Linked DNA regions of Anas platyrhynchos: region 1 is linked to region 2. The links are chromatin contacts, called in public Hi-C maps. All regions are on one chromosome and are shown on one strand. Each heading gives the region's core, a stretch centred on a gene start, on an enhancer-like site or on the middle of the called end of the contact. The rest is flanking DNA. Distances are from core to core; before and after follow the strand shown. Region 1 holds the start of ID4 (inhibitor of DNA binding 4). Region 2 overlaps LOC113842709 (a long non-coding RNA gene).

Evidence for each region. Hi-C and Micro-C count contacts between places; a contact is called where the count stands out from the background.
Region 1: a contact with region 2 is called in a Hi-C map of small yellow follicle, with 4 times the contacts expected there. The contact joins the promoter of ID4 here to the enhancer-like site in region 2. A contact is called at or near these places in 2 of 8 Hi-C or Micro-C datasets (small yellow follicle and subcutaneous adipose tissue).

Annotation. Positions count from the first base shown.
Region 1 is chr2:108,993,300-108,997,814 of IASCAAS_PekinDuck_T2T, reverse strand. It overlaps ID4 (inhibitor of DNA binding 4), which reads right to left and starts at 2,065. Exons shown (of 3, transcript XM_038175193.2): 1 at 1,527-2,065; 2 at 1,021-1,079; 3 at 1-629. The coding sequence starts at 1,904. The coding sequence ends at 1,035.
Region 2 is chr2:108,680,283-108,684,899 of IASCAAS_PekinDuck_T2T, reverse strand. The region is part of intron 5 of LOC113842709 (a long non-coding RNA gene); the gene reads right to left. All of the region lies in intron 2 of LOC140001558 (a long non-coding RNA gene), which reads left to right. Among named protein-coding and RNA genes, the nearest start is that of RNF144B, 260 kb to the right of the region's middle. Within about 2 kb of position 3,204, at least 3 of the 8 cell types and tissues checked have an H3K27ac peak or open chromatin away from gene starts, as enhancers often do. A contact at or near this core is called in small yellow follicle, where this site is marked.

The DNA of each region.
Region 1 (4,515 bases), core at 816-3,315, 310 kb before region 2:
TGAGCTGCAGTTTCCTAAAGAGATTCCCACAGATTTAAAAAAAACATACACACCTTTATAATATTTACAAAAAATATTTAATTAAAAATATTTTATAATTACAGTAGTCTATTAAAGCATATACTTTTCTCACACTCATAGAACATCTCTATATATACACAGTATGAAATGCCACGCGTTTTTATCTATACAATATGTAACACTCCTGCAGGGAGAAGAAAGTTCCCTGGGCCCCAATAAAACCATCTATTTGAAACAATAGATGTCAAATATATCTACAAATGCTCTGGTAGATTAGTAAAGCTTCAAGGATCGGCTGCTGGCTCCCTCAGTTACGCTCCTAGGGGCTCGGCTGGAGCTCGCTCCTCTGTCCCGGGGCAGGGGCGCAACTTTTGCCGCTGGGGGGTCCGGCACCCCGCTGCCCCCGCCGCTCGCATCCTGCTGCCGGGCGGAGAGAAGAGGCGGCGGGTGGGGGGCTAGGGGGGGGAAAAAACCGCTCCGGGGGGCGGCTGGCTCTGCCGGGCGGAGCACGGGGGGGTCGGCTCGCTCTTTTTCTTTTTTTTCCGCCGGGCCCCCCCCTTCCCCGCCGCCCGCCCCCCGCGGTGCCTCTGCGCGGCGCCGCCGCACACCTGTGGGAGAGGAATGAATAGAGGGGGTGTGTGAACCGCTCCGCTCCAGACCGACTGGCGCCACCGACAAAACACAAGACATGCTTGATCAACAACCCAAAACAAACCAGGTCAAACAACAAGCGCGGCTCCCAGGCTGGGCCAGGCGGAGGGATGCGCAGCTGCACGCCGCAGCCAGAAGCGCTCCGGGCAGGGAGGTGGGGGGGGGGGGTGAAAAAGGGAGGGGGGAGATGAGGGGGTGTTGGAAAAACGGTAATTAAAAGGAATAAAATAACCGCCCGGTAATTAAAGCTAACCCCCCGGAGCCTGCTGCGAATGCTTGCGGCCGCGCTCAACCCCCCCCCTCGCGACCACCGGGCTGGGGGGGGGCTCCCGGCGACCCGGCACTCACCTGGGGAGCGGCGGTCAGCGGCAGAGGATGCTGTCCCCCGGCTTGTTAACAGAGCCAGCCTGCACAGCAACGAGACGGCGCCGAGTTACGGGGGGGGGAGGAACAGGAAGGGGAGAGAGACCCCCACACGCACCGCCACCCAGTCCCCGAGACACGCCGCTCCCCGTGCCACCGGCAGGAGATGCTCCCCGTCCCCCCGCTGCCCCCCAAAAAACGCCGCACCGGGGCGGTTCGGGTGCCGGAGCCCCCAAATCCGCCGTGCTCGGCGGAGGGCCGGGAAGCGCTAGGAGCAGCGCCGGGAGCCGTGTGTGCAAACACGCTGATTGCGGCGGCTCCCTCGAGAGGCTGCAATTACACCGGGAGCACCGGGCGGCTGCCGGGGGGCTGGAGGCGCCCACCGCGCCCCGACGGGGGGCTCCGCGCCCACCCCGGGGGCTGCAGCCGGGCTCGGAGGGGTGCCCAGACGGCGGCGACCACCGCGGCCCGGCGTGGCACGCACCTCTTACCGGGTCGGTGTTGAGGGCCGTCAGCGGGGTCCGGGGGGTGGCCGCGGGGCAGCCGGCCGGGTGCTGCTGCTGCTGCTGCCGGAGCAGCGCCGGGTGCGTCTCCAGAGCCAGCTGCAGGTCGAGGATGTAGTCGATGACATGCTGCAGGATCTCCACTTTGCTGACCCGCTTGTTGGGCGGGATGGTGGGCACCAGCTTCCTGAGGCGGCTGTAGCAGTCGTTCATATCGCACTGCAGGCACAGCGCCGCCGGCTCCTCGCCCCCCTTGCAGCCGCTGTGCTCGGCCAGGCACCGCAGGGCCGGGGGGCCGCCGCCGCCCGCCCCCCCGGGCTGCGCCTTGCGGCTGCTGGGGGGCCGGCCGGGACTCACGGCTTTCATGCTGCCGCGGGGACGGAACGACGGAGGGGGGGACAGCGGGACGCCCCCCTCCTGCTGCGACCACCGCCCGCCCCTCTCCGCGCACCGGGCTCCTCCCGTCCCGCTGCTGCCCTGCCCGGCCGCTCTCAGCACGGCCCCCGCCGCCTGTGCCGCCGCTGCCGGCCGCGCCGCCCGCTATATGGGACCGGCGGGCGGGGGGGGCTCCGCGGCGGCGCGTCGCAGCCAATCAGAGCGCCCAGGCCCCCCGTGGAACGCGGCGCTGGCCAATGGCGGCGGGCCAGGGGGGGCGGGGGCGCTGCTGGAGGGGGCCGGGCCCCGAGGAGGAGGAGGAGAGGAGGAGGAGGAGGAGGACGAAAGGAGGGGGGGGGGGCGGTCCGGGGGAGGAAGGTCCGGGGAATGCGGGCGGCCCCCGCCTCGCAGCGGCCCCCGGAGCCGTGCCCCGCCGTGGGGAGCAGGGGGCAGCGCTGCCCTGCCTCCCCCGGGGGCGTTTTTTGTGTCCCCCCCTCGCTGCCCCGCATCGTCCTAGCGCGGGTATTGGGGGATGCCAGCAGGGAAAATCCCAAGGAAAACTTGAGGGGGGGTTAGGGAGCCGAGCAAAGCAGCGCCTGGGAACGTTAAATTAGAGCGCATAACGATTAAAAATGCATGGGGATGGGGTATTTAAAATTCCTCCATGGCATATAATATTAATCCGTTTTATGTAAAATTCATACCTGTAACTTAATTTGCTCCATTAACGCGCGGGATCACGTATTAGCCGATGTACCATGTTTTAAATATGATGCTGCGAATGTCCGGAGTTCTGCACTCTGAGGCAGCATTAAAATTAACAGGCGCGTCCCCCAGAGCCCGGCTTAAGTCGTCCCGTGGCAGAGCCCAACCTTTTAATTCAATACCGCGGTGCGCAAACTTTCTGTTAATTCCTGAACAACCCGTGCATATTTCTACGGGACGCCGGTATGAGACACACCGCGCCCGGCCCTACAGCTGCTGCGATGCTCCCAGCTCGTGGTGAGTGAAGTAGGTCTGCCCGCTGGGGAAAGGGCTGCAGGAAGGAGTAAAGGCTGCAGGATCTGCCCCTGGGCTTTTAACTCAAGCCCGGCAGAAGGGGAGAAATTCATAATGGTGATTAATGATCCCCTCAGTGCTTAGTCACAACGGGTGATATAGGAAGGGTACGGTGGGAAGCTGTCAAACCCAGAACGTGAATGAGCAGTGAGGCTGGATCGTCTGAAGAGTATAATGAAGCGCACTTTCATTCTCTCTCACCCCTTAAAAACATATGTTTTGAGGCTGTGCTTACAAATATTCAGACTCTTGTTTTGCTTACTTTGTCCCACATTACCAGTGCCACTGATGGCAGTTGGGATCCTCCAGGCGCGAAAACTAGGTGCATGGTGTAAATCTTTGTCTGACTGAGGCGTAGATTTGCATGCTACATGATGACAATATGATGGGAAGACTTATTTCCATTAGCTACAGGCTGGAGGATCCCAATTATGCTGCCGTCATTGCTTTTATTCTGTGAAACTCCACTCTCTGCCATCGCTGGCTCTCATGAGGTGGAAATATAAATGGGCCCTAAAGCATTTGGTATGGTTACACTTTATCTCTTTCCCAGAGTCCTTATAATATGGACAGACTCAACGTGCTGTCTAAAAAAACCCTCACCATCTTTAAGTCATGGTGAGCATGCAGATTCAAACCTTGCTGATCCTATTTAATTAAAATCTTTGTGAAAGTAGGCACACTGTAACGTTGCACTGTGCTGTTTGCGCAGAAACCCTCCTAGAAGCTTGTGTGATCTCGCTGGAAATCTCTGGGAAACCCCAGTCTGTAACTGGTTCCCCTTTAGCACTCGCAAAGCCAGTTTGGACAGATGATACACGCAGGCTGGAGTGTCACAGTGAGAATCCCCTGACACTACAACGGCTCTTGAAAATGACGTGGTATTTCTGGAAACGCGTGAAGAACCGTGATACGCCGCCAAGCTCTTTTTCCATCGGGCTACTTCCACAGAAGAGGCTCTGCAGGGAAACCCGGGGCCCTGTATGCATTGCTCCAGTTGCGAGAAGATCGTGTGTGTTCCCATAGCTAGCGTATCTCGGTAGAGATACGTGGGAAAGGGAAAAACAGCCCTCCCCTCTGACTATCGCATAAATATTCAGGGGATTTCCTCTAGTAACTCCCTTTGATGCTCGTGGAGTTGATACATGCTAGCCCGACATGCTCCGGTGAACAATAGGCACCAATTCCCTGTTAACAACCCGTCTGCTTGTGCTCTCCTTGAAGTCAATGGGAGTTTTGTCATTGACTTAAGTGGGAGCAGGTTGGGTCGGCTGCTTTTTCAAAATTTAGATTGGATGTGCACCAGATGCTAAGGAAATTGCTCTAGAAATGGGTTGGAAAGCCCAGTATGCTAGCAGTGGAGGTAGGCATAGTGAAACTCTTCATCCCTGAAGACGTTTACAAAAGAGAGGGGCAGTGGCTGCTGCTTGTGCTTTTGTCCTATTAATGGCAATATTTTTCATGACGTGAGCATATAGGGATTAATGCTCCTGTTTTTCACCAGGCCAAGTCTGGATTTTCTAAATAAATTCTGTGCATCTTT
Region 2 (4,617 bases), core at 1,955-4,454:
CAGAATTTGTAAGAGATTTCTTTTCCTATTTTTTTTCCTAAATTGTATGTTAAGATCATTGCTAAAAAAATTATATATGATATGCAATATTTTTCAATGAAGCAAATATTTTCATTAAGATGATTTCAAGTGATCACAGTAGAATTTTATAACCCTCCAAATTAATATGTTGATAGAGATGCAGAAAAACTGAGAAAGAGATGCAAAAAAAAAGATTGGATAAATATGGACTTTTTCACTGAATAACCTACTTTTGTTAATGGCTTTTCTCTTATAAGATTTACACTGGCTTTGTGAATACATGAGCTGGATTATTAATAATATGGCCAAGGTGGCAGTACTGGGAAGAATCGTCTGCTCCCCATCATTTCCTAATAAAGCCCAGTTAATGGAAGCAAAATGCTTTCACGGGTCAACAGGTAACTATGAAAAGTGCCATTTAGTGATTGTGGCATTCGGTGTTATGATGGAGCCTCTGTTTCTTTGAATTGCTATGTGATGTTTGTGTGAAGCATGCTGTCTGAAATGGCAAGAGAAATTAACGATATTAAGGTCAATATAGGACATACTTGGGAAGGGTTGAGGCAGGTCCTCTGGTCCTAACACAGGCAAATTCTCACTGACAGGTCTTGGCCAATACAATCTGCAGGTGTCCACTTTCTTTCAGGATTTAGCCCAGTATTCAACCAGAAGAAAACAGTTCAGTAATTCATTAGGATATGATCATGCCGGGCTGGTTACTAATTGTTCAAAATACCATTGGAGGCACTCCAGGATGCTGCACAGCACTCCACAGCTGGCAGCCATGGTACACAGGCGGGTATGCCACCCAAATAGAGCTGAATAGCACGGGAGCCACAGGAGGAAAGCAAAATCCCTGGCGGCCAAGCCCATGGGAACCTTCCTGTGTTGTAAGGAGGGAGCTGCAGGTGCAGGGGGCTGCGGGCAGGATGAGTGCAATGCGCAACCCCACAGTCTCAGGCTGAAGGGAAATGTTAGTGGCAAAATAATTTTACTCCTGGCTGTCAAATGGGAACCGCGGGGTTCCTCTCCTAACAATGAAAGGCAGACTACTGTGCATTAACAGCCCTGCCGGTGCACAAAGTGGCCTAGCCTGTTATTAAACTGTACAGCTAAAGCTGTTGTTCTCCACTTAGCTGAAAGTGAGTTACCATATTGCAGGTCCCCCAAGATGTTCCCTACCCTTGACATATCCTCTCCCTCGCATGAGTGGTAATGACTGGGATCAGATCCCTCAGGCTCCTGCCTGGACCGCTTTACTTTGCTTTAGAGCGGCTTCTTTGAATAGCAGAGGGCTGGTCTGCACCCCCTACACACACACAAACACACACACACACCCTGCTCCAGCCTTTATTGCTGAAACTCTTCAGTGGCCATAAGGATCTTTCCCACAACAAATGCAGCCAGGAAAGCAGGTTGCAGGTGGGGTTCCTGTGCACAGCAGAGACTGGATTTTAAATGTATGCAAATAAGCATTTATGTGCTTGACACCGTGACACGGAAACATCAGGATTTACTCGCTGACAGTTTTTTTCATGCACTTTTAAATTCACGTGCAAATTTGGCTCTGAAACTAACAAAACTGCAAAAATAACAAGATCCCAACATGCTGGGAAATTTCACAGCCCTACTGAGTAAGGACTTGAACCTCAAAAGCAGTACAAAGAAGATGTAGTAGACACATAGCTTTTTTTATTATTATTATTTAAGGCCAGTATCTGCTTAGTATTAGTCTCACTTCCCCAGGATAGACTGGATGGCCTTCACACACAGTGCCACAACAGATAAAATCAGTCCTTTCCCTAGCAGCCTTTTTGTGTCACTGCTTGGCTTTGCTTATATTGCATGTATCTAGTCTTGATCTGTCGCTTTCTCCAAGGCCGGCAGAGTAAACTCATCCTCCTGACTCATAGCTCCAGATGGATTCAAGCTCCAGCACACTGTCCCCCTGGAATTTGGCATATGTAGGTTTATATGCCCTAATCAATCAGGCTGATTTCAGTTAATCCTAATCGTCCTATTAGGGTTCCCAGATAGCAACAACAGCAGCTAGAAATCCCCAAGCAGCCTAATTGACTTCATCTAATTACATTCCTTCTTGAGATTTCCATTAAACTACACCCTGAATTCATTACAGTCGTTGGCTGTAGGTTTCTATGACTTCTTAAAAAACATATGCAGCTATTAGGATAGCTCAGTTTTAGACACGATATGTAAGATCTTGCCACCTCCACATAGCTATCTGTCAGCTGTTCTGCTCCAGCATATATCAAAAGTCCCATCTAATCACGTAGCGGAGGATACCAGTTTTGACTCCTGGCACTTAGGCACATTTCTGCTGATGTGCTGCCTGTGGTTCCTTCCTTGTAGCACTGAACGAACCGCACGATTCAGAGACTGCCAGCTCCTATTAACCTCTCGCATAAAGGATTTATAGATATGTCTCATTACAAGGTAAGGAGCTGACACTCATCTCAAAAGCAGTTAGCTTGGAAAGGAATGCTCTTTTGTCAGTATTCACTGTCCTCTCTGCTCTTTCTGTGGTAGAAAATTGCAAACTGATCAGTGGAGATGGCATCTGTCACAGTTAGGCTTCTTTGGCTAATTTGATCACTTCTTCCATTAAAATAATGCTTTGGATTCCTAAGCGTTGCTCACCTCTTGGTTCCTGCCTTTTGCAGAATAGAGAAATATGTTCCCCCCAAGAAAAGGAATGGCTATCTCCCTCCCTTAGGACTCAAAAAGAGAAAACTTCCCAGTTAAGGATAAAAGTGTTGATCCTGGGCTGGTTTCTTCTGTACATGCAAGTGAGACCAGCTCCCATGAAATTCAGGAAGGCTGGAAGGAAAGACTCCTTTCCATAGGGGATCTTGTACTCAGCATGCACGTATACCAATACTTTGACTGAAGTTCATCTAAAAACAAAAACAAAACCCACATAAGACCCTGGAAGATAAGCACTTTGACATCTCCCAGTTTGAGAAGTGCTTTATTTCTAAGACGAGGCATAGCGTTTGGTCTGTTTGGAAACTGATGCCACCGCTCACTTTTACGGACAGTTCCTCTAGGTGAGAGTGACACTGACATCACTCACATGGACACTGCCAGATTGATGTCAGCCAGACCGCAGAGCGTTCAGGTTCATTGGGAGGAATACAACAACTTGGCTAAAACAAAAAGCCTTGACCATGTAGAAAGGGAGCAGGTCGGAAAGGTACCTACCCCTGCCAAATATTTACTCTTGCATCTCTGCCTTACAGAGGGTGTGTTCCCTGTTGAGGCAGAGCCAAGGACAGTTAAGAAGTTCTGTGTGAATAACACCTGGTTGTTGCGGGCAAAGAGCTACAAAATTAAGCCATAAACAATGTATGTGGTCATTTTAACTAAGTTTAAGGCTTTGTAAATCACAAAGTCATAAAGTGATGCTGGAGGGAGGTTATATTTTACAAAAATATTGATGTTTATGCTAGATTAATGATTACTTTCCTGTAGAGAGGAATGGTGGATACAATATCTATCCAAGGTCAGGCTGTGTCTGAGCTGCAGACACAATAAGTCACTAGAAAGTTTTTAGCAGGAGGATTTGGCCCAAACAGATTTTTTTTTTTTTTTCCTAAGAGCTGGCTAAGATTGCTAATCATTTCTTTGAATACCTTTGAACTGCTAGCTTCCAAATCATTGTCATTCCAGGGGGATTAGTAAATCTTTTTAGTAAAAGGAACACACACCAAAACTTTAAAAACACATTTACAAAAACTTCCTATAATAATTGAATGCCAGTTTGGGGCTGTTTTTATCCCTTTTCTTGTTTCTGTTTCTGTTTTGGCACTAAACATGCAAGAGAAAAAGGGGAAAAAAAAAAAAAAAAAAAAAAAAAGGGGGGGGGGTGGGGGGATAAGAAGGGGGAAAAAGAAGAATACAAGCTAGGAGCAAAGAAACTTTAAGTACCTTCTCAGAACTGGAGACACCATTGGCTTTATCACAGATGCAGGCACTTGGAGATGTAAGCATTTGAAGAAGCAAAGGCCTGATTCCTCCACTTTCCAGAGGCGCTGGTGGAGGCTCTCCCCATTATTTCAGCAAACACAGACAGAATTTTCTACCAGTGCAGTATAATGCTCATTGCAACTCAAGCTTATGTAGAAATGTTGGCTACTTACATTAAATATTATGATTGCCAGATTACTTAAATGGCACCAATATGGGAAGAGCTCAGTAAATGTGGCAGGAAAGGGGATATTTCAGACTCTGGGAAAGCACAGCTTTGCTGTGTGACTTGCTTTTAAACATTCTGCCTTCAGTCCAGAAAAGGGAGGTGACATTTCTCCAGCTAATACATTGATTTACATGTCCCAAACTTCTTTGTTTTCAGCAGATGATATGGTGTAACCCATCCTTTTTTTTCTTCTGCTAAAATATATGCCATGCAGGAGCATGGAAAATGTACAAGCAAAACAAGCTATTGAAACCTTGACGAGCAGAAATGGACTAAGATTTACTGACTGGACTCAGCTAAGATCTATCTTGAAGCAGTTAGACACTAATGTGTTCATCCAGTTGCAACTTCCACCTCTGTTTGTGGGCCTGGCCAGGTAT